Regions from separate parts of the Mus musculus genome. Here all the other regions are linked to region 2. The links are chromatin contacts, called in public promoter capture Hi-C maps. All regions are on one chromosome and are shown on one strand. The core of a region is the stretch at or near the end of the contact, and the rest is flanking DNA. Distances in the headings are between cores, read along the strand shown. Region 1 overlaps Tanc2 (tetratricopeptide repeat, ankyrin repeat and coiled-coil containing 2). Region 2 holds the start of Marchf10 (membrane associated ring-CH-type finger 10). Region 3 overlaps Tanc2 (tetratricopeptide repeat, ankyrin repeat and coiled-coil containing 2).

Region 1 (3,619 bases), core at 521-3,020, 380 kb after region 2:
AAGAACTTGGGATTGTGCCACAACATGTAAATTGACCATATGGTACTTTGTAACCCTAAATTTGCTTTAATTCTTTGGATCTCAGTTTTATCGTCTGCAAAAGGAAGTATGACTGGCTAATCGTTGAGAATGGCTTTAGGGATAAGAATGTCGCTTGGTGACAGTACTTACTCAGCATGCCCGAAAGGGAGTTCAGTCCTTTATAGAAAAATTACAGTGATAATGACGGAGTCCTAAAATAGCTTCTGTGCTGAAATGTTGACTCAAAGAGTAGATCTTCATGGTTTGCAGCGCATTTCCCCACCTATCCCAGTATTTTCTTTCAATTGCTTAGCTGTCTATCACACCATACTACTGCTTATCTGAGTAGTACAGGAGTTAAGCTGTTTGAGTATGCCAGAAAGAAAAATGGCTGGCTAACACTTTCTCTGACTCCTTGGTATATCAGTGTAGAAAATAGCAGTGGCAGGATCATGCCTAACAGAAGATAAATCCCAAAGCCGAGGATAGCTGCTTTGTCTAAAAGCAAATTATCTGAGGACTGCACATAAACCTGGGAGAGCAAAAATAAATAGAAAACAATCTGAATACTCTCCAAAGCAGATTTTCCAAATATAATTAGTTATTATTCTCTAATACTGTTGCCTTTTATCTCTTGGGAATCTCTAAAAACAATGAAACATTCCCCACTTATAAGATAATCTCTCCACTGTTGGTGCTTAGATCTTGCCCTTTAGTTAAAATTCCAAGACTAGAAAAGGGAATAGGAGAATATAGAATAGGCGGCACTATCTATCAGAGCTGCAAAGAACCAACATTGCCTTATGCAAAATTTTCATTGTAATCTGTTGGTGATCTACCTTCTGCCTCTGCCATCCTCAACAAACCTGTGTTTCTTAAAGAAGAGTCAATGATATTTTACTGAAAGGATGCAAGCTAATTTTTTTCTTATTTTATTTTTGGGTTTTCAAGACAGGGTTTCTCTGTGTAGCCCTGGCTGTCCTGGAACTCACTCTGTAGACCAGGCTGGTCTATAAACTCAAACTCAGAAATTCACCTGCCTCTGCCTCCCAAATTTTTTTTCTTTTCTTTTTTTATAACGTGTGTGTGTGTGTGTGTGTGTGTGTGTGTGTGTGTGTGTGTGATATGTATGTTTTACCTACATATATGTATGTGTACCACATCTGTGCTTGGTACCCACTAATTTCAGATGAGTACGTCATATCTCCTTGAACTAGATTTATGGTTGGCTGTGAACTGCCATGTGGGTGCTAGGAATTGATCCTGGGTCATGGGTCCTCAGTCGTGAGTCCTTTGTGAGAACGACAAGTCTCTTAACCACCTACCCATCTCTCCAGCCTACAAGCTATTCTTCAGCATGAATCTGTTGCTGTATGAGCTGACACTACAAATACTGCCTGCAGCAGCAGAAGTTCTTTGGTTAAGGAATAAGAAGGTCAGAAGTGTGGCCTACTTTTCTACAGATTAATGTATATTAAACTTGAGTGGGGTTACTTGGAATCCCACTGGCTTTCTGAACCCCCAGATAATGATATCATGATACAGTTGTAGTAATAATGAAAAACTGCAAAGTTACAGAGTTTTTTACTTATCTCTGTATATCATCTGTTGTTCTTTCTTCTCCACACTGAGCAGTACTGCTGCAAAAGATGTGAGCAGTTGAGGCTGCATTCCTTCACTGCATAGCTCTCCTTCCCCCACAGTCAGCTCCACAGCCTGCCCCCTCCTTGTCATTTCCCTTAGAAGGTAGAGAAAAACTGTGAAGGCAGACACTAACCTGTCATCCTGTTTTCCACCTACTTTCACAGATATGACTCTCCCATCATTCTCTGCTTTCATCACCCCCCCCCCAACACACACAAAGAACAAAAACATTTTTTGAAAATAGACCTGTTGTATAATTCAGATATTATTGCACCCATTACAGGTAGGCTGGTATGATAAGTAGGGAAGTTCAGTTTGATAGATGGCTGTGTTTCCATCACTGGAGGTTCCTGTGTAATTACCTGGATTTGACATTTGTCAGCAGCTGCCAAGCCTCCAAACTGCTACTAAATTCAGTGGTCCTTGCTCTACTCCTTTTAGAAATCTATTTTGCTAGTTTGTTGAATACACTGACTTGTGCTTATCTTTACATTTTTATTTTTACTGTTCTCTGAATACCAAAGGGAAAGTAAGCCACTCAGAAAAAAAGGAGAGCCTCTTCAAAAGAGAGTAGCCAAAAGACAAGAGTATTTACACAGTAATTACTCAAAACTCAAATTCCAATCAAAGGAGCATAGATGCATGGACAAAAGTAACCCAATATATGTAGAATTCACTAAACTTTAAGTCAACTCAGAGTGTCACACAATTCTTCAGACCTGCCTCACTGCCATCTCTTGTACCCTCGTCCTTGCAGTTATTTCAGTGTGACCAAGAAATCTACTCCATCACAGGTGAATAGAAGAAATCTCAGTTTATTTTTACTGGTGCAAAATTATATAACTACTTTCTTCTATTCCTTCTTTTTAATAGCTGTTGTTTACCCAATAACTTTAAATGGGTTTTTGCTTTTGTGTGTGTGTGTGTGCCTGTTTTTAAAATTCTTTCTTACCTGTTTGATTTTATCATTTCTAATAGGTAATGAATGCATTTTACATTTCTAAAACTTTATTGTACCACTTGAAGCTTGACCTCCATGTATTTTTTTTTGGTGGCAGCATAAACACATTGCCATGTTTGAAACGGCTCTTGTATATTACAGTTCTGTAAGTCAGAACTCATTGGGGTGAGGGAGTTGTGTTCAATCCAAAGATGGGTCTTGCCACTAGCAGGAAACAGTGAAAATTTTTAAAACTGATTCTTTTCCTTCTTTTTAATCTTATTATACCCACTAAAAATGCTCAGTTCTGAGCGTACATCTGTAATCCCAGCACTCAGGAGACAGAGCAGGAAGATCAAGAAAGATTTGAGACCAATCTGAGCAACAAAGTAGTACTTAGCCTTAAATAAATGAGTAAATAAATCAACATACAAATAAATATAATGTGAGCATTATATTTCATGCCTGTAATCCCAGGACACAGGGAGCTGAAGCAGGACAATTGCTGTAAGTTCTGTGTGAACCTATACTGTGTATATAATGAAATCTGCCGACATGGTAATGCTCAATCTCAAAGTAAAATGCTCAATTATGCATTTTAATGCATTCAAAGGTTGTATCACAGTCACCATAACTCAATTTTAGAATATTGATCCCACTAAAAGAAACATGTGTCTCTCAGTGGTAAATCCCTGCTTTCCTTTAAACTCCCTATTTTCTGCTCCAGAAAGCCCCTCCCTTACCTATCAGTGTGGATTTCTTCATCTGAGCATTTTATATAAATAGAAACATACTTAAAATTTTGGGAACTGATGTGATATCATCTGTGTTGTAGCATGTGTGTATCTCATTTTCTTTCATCATCAAATAGCAGTCCATTGTATGGAGATAGCACACTTCATCCATTCGTTGTGATGGACATCTGACTTGCTTTTACTTTCTGTTCTAAGTCATGCTTCTCTGGACAGGGATATGCAAGTTTCTATTTAGACACGTGTGTTTGTTTGTTTGTTT
Region 2 (3,840 bases), core at 1,001-3,500:
AAAGCCAGCTACTCTATCCTGGCCTCAGGGTGGAATAATTTAAAGAAGGTTCTTGGTCAGAAGGCATGAAATAACCTGGCCTGAAGAGGCAGGAAACAGTACCACTGAAAGATTTGCTAAGTCTTCCTGACTTCACAATCATCTGCAAAAGAAAGAACTTTAACATTGCCCACGAGAGACTCTCCCCCACCCACCACAAGCTCCCCATTACACTGCATGTCACGTAAAATAACAGTTGAAACACCACCGTGCCACATGTAGTTTCTTATTTAACTATATCAATACTCTATGAAACTAAACAATCTGTCCCCTTGGTGTCTGAGACAGTAGAGTATCTCAGACTAGGAAAATAGTCTCCAGAGGAACTTTTTAGGCTGCACTACAAGTTTGAAAAACTGACCAGAATGAATGAGAAATAGAAATAACTACATAGGAATAAATCCAGAGGAAATCATGCTTAATACTCAAGAGTGCCTTTTTGTGGACCTTCTCAACCAGATGGCCATTTGAAGCCAAGGATTTTGTTTTGTTTTGTTTTGTTTTTCAGATAGAGGCAGGTGCTAGAGTGCTTGCGAAGGGGGGGGGGGGAACGTGGGCCAGGCACAATTCCGAGATCGCAACCGGTGCTGTCTTCTAGTCTCACCTTTGAATTGCTTCTCGTTCTGAAAATCACGCATGATCATGTGTATGTTTGTTGCAAGCTTCTGGTGACAAAGCACTGGATCAAGTTTGTGTTTTAGAAATTGGTGTGCGATGCCATGCTAAGGAGAGGGAAAGGGCCAGGGATGAGGAGGTGTGTGAGGTGGGGAGAGGAAGCGAGTGATTCTGCCAAGGCCTCAAAATTCCACGCATCTGTGAAATTTCAATGAGGAATATTCTAAGAACTCTGTGACATTTGAATTCCTCTCTAGCATAAATTTCCAGGGAATTCAGACTGAGACACCCTGACTAAGGAGAGCAGGAATAAGGACAGACTACATTCCTTTCCAGTCTCTAAAAGTATCACACATGTGTGCATACATGCACATGTGCATGCCTGTGTACATGCTGTCTCCTTTTTCTGTGACTACATTTGTCAAAAAAAAAAAAAAAACAAAAAACAAAAGATAAAAACCACACCTGACCTGAAAGAAGTGCTTTTAAAATAAGCTGTCTTACCGTTTTCTTGCAATGCTCGCTCTGTGAAATATCATTAAAACTATACTGTCTTGATTTTGGCAAATAAGCAAAATGTAAATTTAACCTCTCTATACTGAAGCTTCATTTGAGGCAAGATATAAGTAGCTGTGTTACTACCTGACAATCAGGTCTATAAATTCCTCCATGTCTATGATTGGCTGCTTAGAAGAAGAGTTTCAGAAGACTTTAATCTTTTCCACAATGAATTCATTTGTAATGTCAAGGATTACAGGATTTGTTTCAATTTTAGTTTGGAAAAAAATCTTAGTTTTTTTTAATATCATTTTTTAAACTTGTGCTGAATATAAGTTTAGTGACTTAGGCTCGGTTTATACTTTTCAGAGGCTGAGGGCTTGAGGCAGGGTGGTGTCAAGAAAGGGTGACTGTTCCAATTTAACGTAGGAAATAATGGTTGTGTAAAAGGGGTGTATGAGAGACCTAGCTAACACACACAGACTATTAAGCCCAGAGCAGAGACTGTGTAATTGGAAAAATGAAAAGAACATCACAAGTTTGACAAGCGATTGGGTTCTACCATTAATAATACCATCGTTTCCACATTCAAAAGCTGTTTCCTGGATTGTAGACCAATGTAGCTGTGCGGCAGTTGGGGGTGATGGAACTACCAGTGTACAAAAACCAACTAGACTCCAGTTAAATCTGTTCCTTTGAGGTAGAAACAAACTGGAGCTACTGTTAGCCCGAAGAAGAGAGGGGCGCTAAGAGGTCTGATTTCCCTTCAGAATCTTTTAAGTTTTAAAGGTATAGTTGATCCTCAGTTCTGGGAAGGCTGGGGCAGGCGCCCGTTACCTTGGGGATCAGCACTTTCACCCCTCACAAGGGGCTAAAGGGGCCGCGGGGCGGAGCGGGTGGGCGAAGAGCCGCCCATCAATCGTGCGTGGGGCCGGTCCTGGGCTCCTCTTCCTCCCCCACACCTCACTGTCTTCCCTCCTTCTAGAGGGCCCTCTTCCTTCTCCTCCCGGGAGGCAGCTGTCCGCCGCGGCCTCCGGCCTTTCTTGGGGTGGAGACGGTGGGGGCGGCTGCCTGGCGTCCTCCCGTTTCCTTGGCAACCGTGCCTCCCTCCTCGCGCGGAGCCTGTGCCGCTAGTCGCGAGGGAACGTGGATCGTGGGGGTGGGGCAGGGCTACGGCCCCGGGGGTCCTGAGTCCACACGTGGGCGGCTCTGCCGGTTGCCGTGGGAACGAGAAGGGATGCAGTTGAGAAAGGAAAGCAGTGATGGCGGCTGGCTTGGAAGAGATGCTCTAGGAATAGGCACTCTGATTTTGTCTGTGTTCACGCCCAGACTCAGTGTTGTTTCTTATAAGATGAAGATTAGAAAATGGGAGAGGAAAAAAAATTAAATAAAACAGTAAAGGGAATAAATGAAAAGAAGAAAAGATACTGCACTCTTTGAAATGGTTGTTATACAGGGATCTCAGGCAGAATGTTCCGATCCAACCTCAGAGCAGAAATAAACAATTAAGGGAGGCACCCGATCAGCTTCAGAACGGAGCCCGAAAGCTAGCCTCTTAGTTAACAGTAGTCATTACGGGCTTCTCCAGGAGAGAGGAGCTTGGAGGTTTAGACCAGTGCCCACCAGGTTCTTGGTTTACATCACTGTTTCTAGGCTGCGTTTATTTTTCACTGAGGGGCTAATAGGCAGCCTTGAGTCTTCTATTTCTTTTGCATATTTAGGTACTTAGTACCTTGCTGACTGATGTCACCTAAGGGCATTTTAGATTGGGCGGAGAGCAAAGAAGATGGACAATAGAAATTGTTGGAACTTTCACCAGTGTCCCAGAGTCTCCACATGTCTGGGGTCCAGGAGACTTCTATGCAGCCCCTGTAAGCCCACATTCAGGTGGTGGCTTTGTGTTTGCAGTATGACACCCTTTCTATTCTTATCACTACCACCCCTAATTTAGGACTCAGTGGTCTCTAAACTGGATTGATGTTTGAACCTTGCAAGGACGCTCTGAGCCCCTGTCAGTCGTACCCCAGGTCCACCTCTCCCTGTGCCACGTAAACAGCCTAGGTCCCATGTCTTAATCACCAACAAGCCACTCTCAGACTCCAGCACTGCCTAAGAAGTGAGCCCCAGACTCTGGACTGTGACTGTCCCTATTTGTTCCCCAGGACTTGCTTTCTTGGTTTTGTCCTTGAGTCATTTCTTGCCAGTTGCGGCTCTAGGACATGCCAAACCCTCCTTCTCACCTTCACGCCAACTTCTAAGACGTATCTTGAGCAACACAGAGTCTAGACAAAATATGCCTTGGGGAAGTCTTTGTTTTGGGCTCTTTCTCATCTGACCTTCATTGCTCTCCCTTTCCAAACCATTTTCTATTTTTAGTATGTTTAAAGATTTTTATTACATCTTATTTTTATTGGATGTGTGAGAGGGCAAACATGCCCCAGTGCAGGGAAGGGGAGGTCAGTTTGCTGAAGTCTGTTCTCTCCTACCGTGTGGCTCCCAGTGACCAAACCCGGCTTGTCGGGCTTGGTGGCAGGTACTTTTTACCTGCAACACCATGTTCTAGTCTTGTTCTCAGCCGGCTAACAAAGATTCTCTATTAAATCGTTGACTGGTAAAGACATACCATGGAACCTCTTTCCATGGTCTTTGCTGTTCAAAGGACTATAATTAAGGACCCCCAAGTTTGAG
Region 3 (3,825 bases), core at 1,142-3,641, 460 kb after region 2:
GTGATTTTAGGTGTCCCTTCAACCTTCCTGTTCTTACCAAGTGAGTTTCCTATAAAAAAGACTAGATTTCTGCTCTCAGTACCCAAGGGACTTTAACCTTTAAGAGCAGACAGGAACTAGGGACAAGATCTCCTCAGCCTCAGCAAACCAACATTGTGCTCTTCGTTTGTACCCATTAGAAAGGGAAAGTAAAGGAGGCTGCCCAGCGCTACCAGTATGCTCTGAAGAAATTCCCTAGAGAAGGGTTTGGTGAGGACCTGAAAACCTTCCGGGAGCTAAAAGTGTCTCTCCTCCTCAACCTCTCTCGATGTCGCAGGAAAATGAACGTAAGTCCTTCTAATCCCCACTCTGTCTGCAGTGCTGGAAATTGAAAGTTCCTGCTACTTACTGTCTTATTACTAGGCCCTAAAATCCTCTCTGCCCCATTTGGAACCTGGTTGTCCTTCACAGAACACTGACATTTGCACATTGATATAAATCCACAACAAATACAAATTTCTCAAGCTGTAGAAAAGCTAGTTCTCTGTGAGCAGTTTGTGGCATTCTGCAGTGTCATAATCACCACTGAAGTGACTGAAAGACTGTCATCTCCACACACTCTCCGTCATTCTCACCAGAGTTTCAGCTGCATTTAGGTTGAGACTTCATTCTTTCTCGTGTGCTCCCTAGTCAGGTGCCAAAGAGTGGGATCAAGCTTCAGGGCTGTGGACTTCAGAGTTAATGTCTAAGGTAACTCTTGACCCTTTCACCTCTTCCCTGGCCTCTGTATCCCAGTGTGCCACAGCCCTTCTTGCTTGGATGAAATCTTAAAATTCCTTCTGGCCCTCTATCAGACCTCCTAGTTGTCCTTGGCTCTTGATTCTTTGCAGGCATGGTTTTAGCCAGTGCTTCTTTGTCATGCAGACACTCCTGAGCTGAGAAAAATCTCAGACACCAGAAGTGCTTACAATCGTGACACAGTCACTGGCATCCAGTAGAGGTTTCACAGGCCCTCAGAAGACAGATGTAATTCAAATCAAGTAGGGAGTTTTGATCAGTTAGAGAGTCAAGAGCGTCCTGTCCAGAAGGAAGGTTCTGGCTGCAGTGGGAAGGATCTGCTCTCAGGTCCAGAAAGACTCATATATCTCACTTCTGCATCGTTGATTCTAGCCCTGAAACCTGACAGTGAAAGAGCCCTGTGATAGACTTGGCAATCTCAGAGGACACAGCTCTGCCTTCAGAGGCAGAAAGGAGTGGGGGCAAGGAAGAAACTTTTGGGTGGAGATGGAAGTATGGAAGGTATCCGGGGCACAATAGTAAAGTCCTGCCTGAGGTTCTCACGTGAACAGTGGAATCAGTCCCAGAGGTCTCTGTGGCCCTCCTCTGAGAATGAAGCAAAGCTTAGCAGAGGATGCCAGTCTTCTGGCTTCTTTTCTTCCTAGCAGTTAATTGGCTTTTAAAAATATGCTTTGGGAGCCGGGTGGTGGTGGCGCATGCCTTTAATCCCAGCACTTGGGAGGCAGAGGCAGGTGGATTTCTGAGTTCGAAGCCAGCCTGGTCTACAAAGTGGGTTCCAGGACAGCCAGGGCTACACAGAGAAACCCTGTCTTGAAAAACCAAAAAAAAAATATATATATATATATATATATGTGTGTGTGTGTGTGTGTGTGTGTGTGTGTATGTATGTATATATGTATATATATACACATGTGTGTGTGTGTGTGTGTGTGTATATATATATATATATATATATATATATATATATATATATACATACATACACACACACACGCACACATATGCTTTGGGTACATAGCTCAGTCATAAGGTTCTTGCTTAGCATGCACAAGACCCCCTGTAGGTCTATAGCACCAAGGATGAAAAGTTGCTCTACTCTTAGAAACAATGGTTATCTCTCAAATAAGTAAAGGGAAAGGTAGGAAACCAGAGGGATGGAAAATAGTCCATACCATTTCCCCACAAAACCAGTAATTACCTCCTATGAGCCACCATACACTAAGCACCAGAAGTCCCTGCACCTCAGTAGACAATCTCTTATGATGAGCCCTTGCCTGTGCCCAGGACCTTTCTTAGACCCTGTTTTCTGCATTAGGAACTATGAATACAGTCCTGCTCTATATAATTTTGTCATTTAAAGAAGAGGAAAACCTAAGCCAAATATGGTGGCATGTATCTCAAAAAACGCCAGTACTTTTGAGGCAGAAGCAGGAAGATTAGAGGGTTCTAGGCTAGCCTGGGGGTACATAGCAAAACTTCAAAAAATAGAACCACCTCCAGTGAAAACTAAATCCTTTCACTTTAACTTAGTATTTAAGGAGATCTTAAGGACCACAGGTGTTGCCTGTTCAATATTACATGCTTCAGAATCTAGTCCCCGGGGTTGTCATGGTAACACCAGTAGCTTCAAGATTGAGTTTATCCAGGATGTCTCCAGGACAGCACAACCAGTCACACCCAGAGTCTGCTTGTTTCTTTATCTATTTTTTAAATTTTTAATGTTTCCTAAGTAAGGAATCAAATAGAAGGAACAAGGCAGAGAAGTGTCTGAAATATGAAGAATATTTATGTAGTACGGAACCCTACTATTTGTCTAGTATACATAGCACTTAAATGTTGTTTATGCCTAACCTTACGCTGAACTGTCGGTGTAAAGGATGTTCAGCTGACTTGAGTTAGAATAGACCAGAGAGCTGAGCCTGGCTGGCTGGCATCCCTGGGCCCTCTCGGCTCCAGTCAGTGCTCTTTGCTGTTACCCAGACCTTTCTCCTGGACTCTGTGGGGTACATTCTCAGTGATCCTTAGGAAGCCAAGGTCTTGTGAGCACAGCAGCAAGGAGAACCAATAGGATGAATGGCACCTGAGGTATCTGTGTCTCTCCTCTTGTATGGAGAGTTTAGATTTTCAACTTTAGGATCCTCACTACAGAGGGCTGGCATTTGGCTTCTGGGGTATCAAGAACAGCTAGAAATCCAAAAAGTGTTTTAACACTTTGGACAAGTAAAGTTCCGTTTGTGCTTTCTGAGACACACAGCAGAGGAAGGCAGGGGGAATTTTCAGTCTGTGGGCCACATGGGTAGAGCCATGGCAGGCGTGTCATGAGCCCCAGGCATTCCATCGACCGGTGTCAAAGGATTGTACTTACCATTTGTTTTATTCCCAAGTTGTCTTTTTGTGTATCTCTGCAATGACTCATCTGCACACCTATTGTAATGACAGGATTTTGGAATGGCGGAGGAATTTGCTACTAAAGCCCTGGAGCTGAAACCGAAATCTTATGAAGCATACTATGCGAGAGCAAGGGCAAAACGCAGCAGCAGGTGAGGCAAGGGAGGGTGAGAAACAGCAGTGTCTGAAAATGTGTCTAAGGTGATAGGCCACCCTGGGATGTGTGCACCCAATGTGCCTGCCCTTGCCAACTCTCAGGGCCAGGCTTTGCAGGCAGGGCACTGCTCACAACCAGCACTTCTCCTGGGCACTTTAGGAGAAAGGTAAAATGGAAAATGGCACTTCCTTCCAGGAAGCCTGTGTCATGTGCTCAGTCACTTTTCAGCCTCAAGCCAATGGCATGACGAGATAATGATGAAGTAAAGAGGAAGCCACTTAAGCCAAACCTCCCCTGTGCCTTCTCAACAGGAAGAACAGGACAGTCACACACTCTTCCTTTCCTTTCCTACAGGCATTGGGGACTCCCAGATTATTTAGTCCTCAACAGAGGGGTCTCCTGAGTCTGAAAATATTGCCCTCTTCACCTAAACACACACAGACACACAGAGACAGACAGACAGACAGACAGACACACACACACACACACACACACACACGAGG

Evidence for each region. Promoter capture Hi-C pulls out the DNA fragments that hold promoters and counts their contacts.
Region 1: a contact with region 2 is called in a promoter capture Hi-C map of the C10 cell line. The contact joins the enhancer-like site here to the promoter of Marchf10 in region 2. A contact is called at or near these places in 2 of 39 promoter capture datasets (the C10 cell line and cranial neural crest), 1 of 115 datasets of contacts at active chromatin or transcription factors (the NIH/3T3 cell line) and 1 of 9 other capture datasets (embryonic stem cells).
Region 3: a promoter capture Hi-C map of trophoblast stem cells shows a contact between it and region 2, with 4 times the contacts expected there. The contact joins the enhancer-like site here to the promoter of Marchf10 in region 2. A contact is called at or near these places in 19 of 39 promoter capture datasets (the 3T3-L1 cell line, 3T3-L1-derived adipocytes, the C10 cell line and 10 more), 6 of 484 Hi-C or Micro-C datasets (the N1E-115 cell line, adipose-derived mesenchymal stem cells, cerebral cortex and 3 more), 5 of 115 datasets of contacts at active chromatin or transcription factors (the NIH/3T3 cell line, bone marrow-derived macrophages, embryonic fibroblasts and 2 more) and 3 of 9 other capture datasets (adipose tissue, embryonic stem cells and pancreatic islet).

Annotation. Positions count from the first base shown.
Region 1 is chr11:105,836,426-105,840,044 of GRCm38.p6, forward strand. All of the region lies in intron 9 of Tanc2 (tetratricopeptide repeat, ankyrin repeat and coiled-coil containing 2), which reads left to right. Among named protein-coding and RNA genes, the nearest start is that of Cyb561, 110 kb to the right of the region's middle. Within about 2 kb of position 1,771, at least 7 of the 459 cell types and tissues checked have an H3K27ac peak or open chromatin away from gene starts, as enhancers often do.
Region 2 is chr11:105,454,485-105,458,324 of GRCm38.p6, forward strand. It overlaps Marchf10 (membrane associated ring-CH-type finger 10), which reads right to left and starts at 2,251. Exons shown (of 12, transcript NM_172568.2): 1 at 1,990-2,251. All of the region lies in intron 1 of Gm39417 (a long non-coding RNA gene), which reads left to right.
Region 3 is chr11:105,916,735-105,920,559 of GRCm38.p6, forward strand. It overlaps Tanc2 (tetratricopeptide repeat, ankyrin repeat and coiled-coil containing 2), which reads left to right. Exons shown (of 26, transcript NM_181071.3): 24 at 180-326; 25 at 3,217-3,317. Among named protein-coding and RNA genes, the nearest start is that of Cyb561, 26 kb to the right of the region's middle. Within about 2 kb of position 2,392, at least 8 of the 459 cell types and tissues checked have an H3K27ac peak or open chromatin away from gene starts, as enhancers often do. A contact at or near this core is called in trophoblast stem cells, where this site is marked.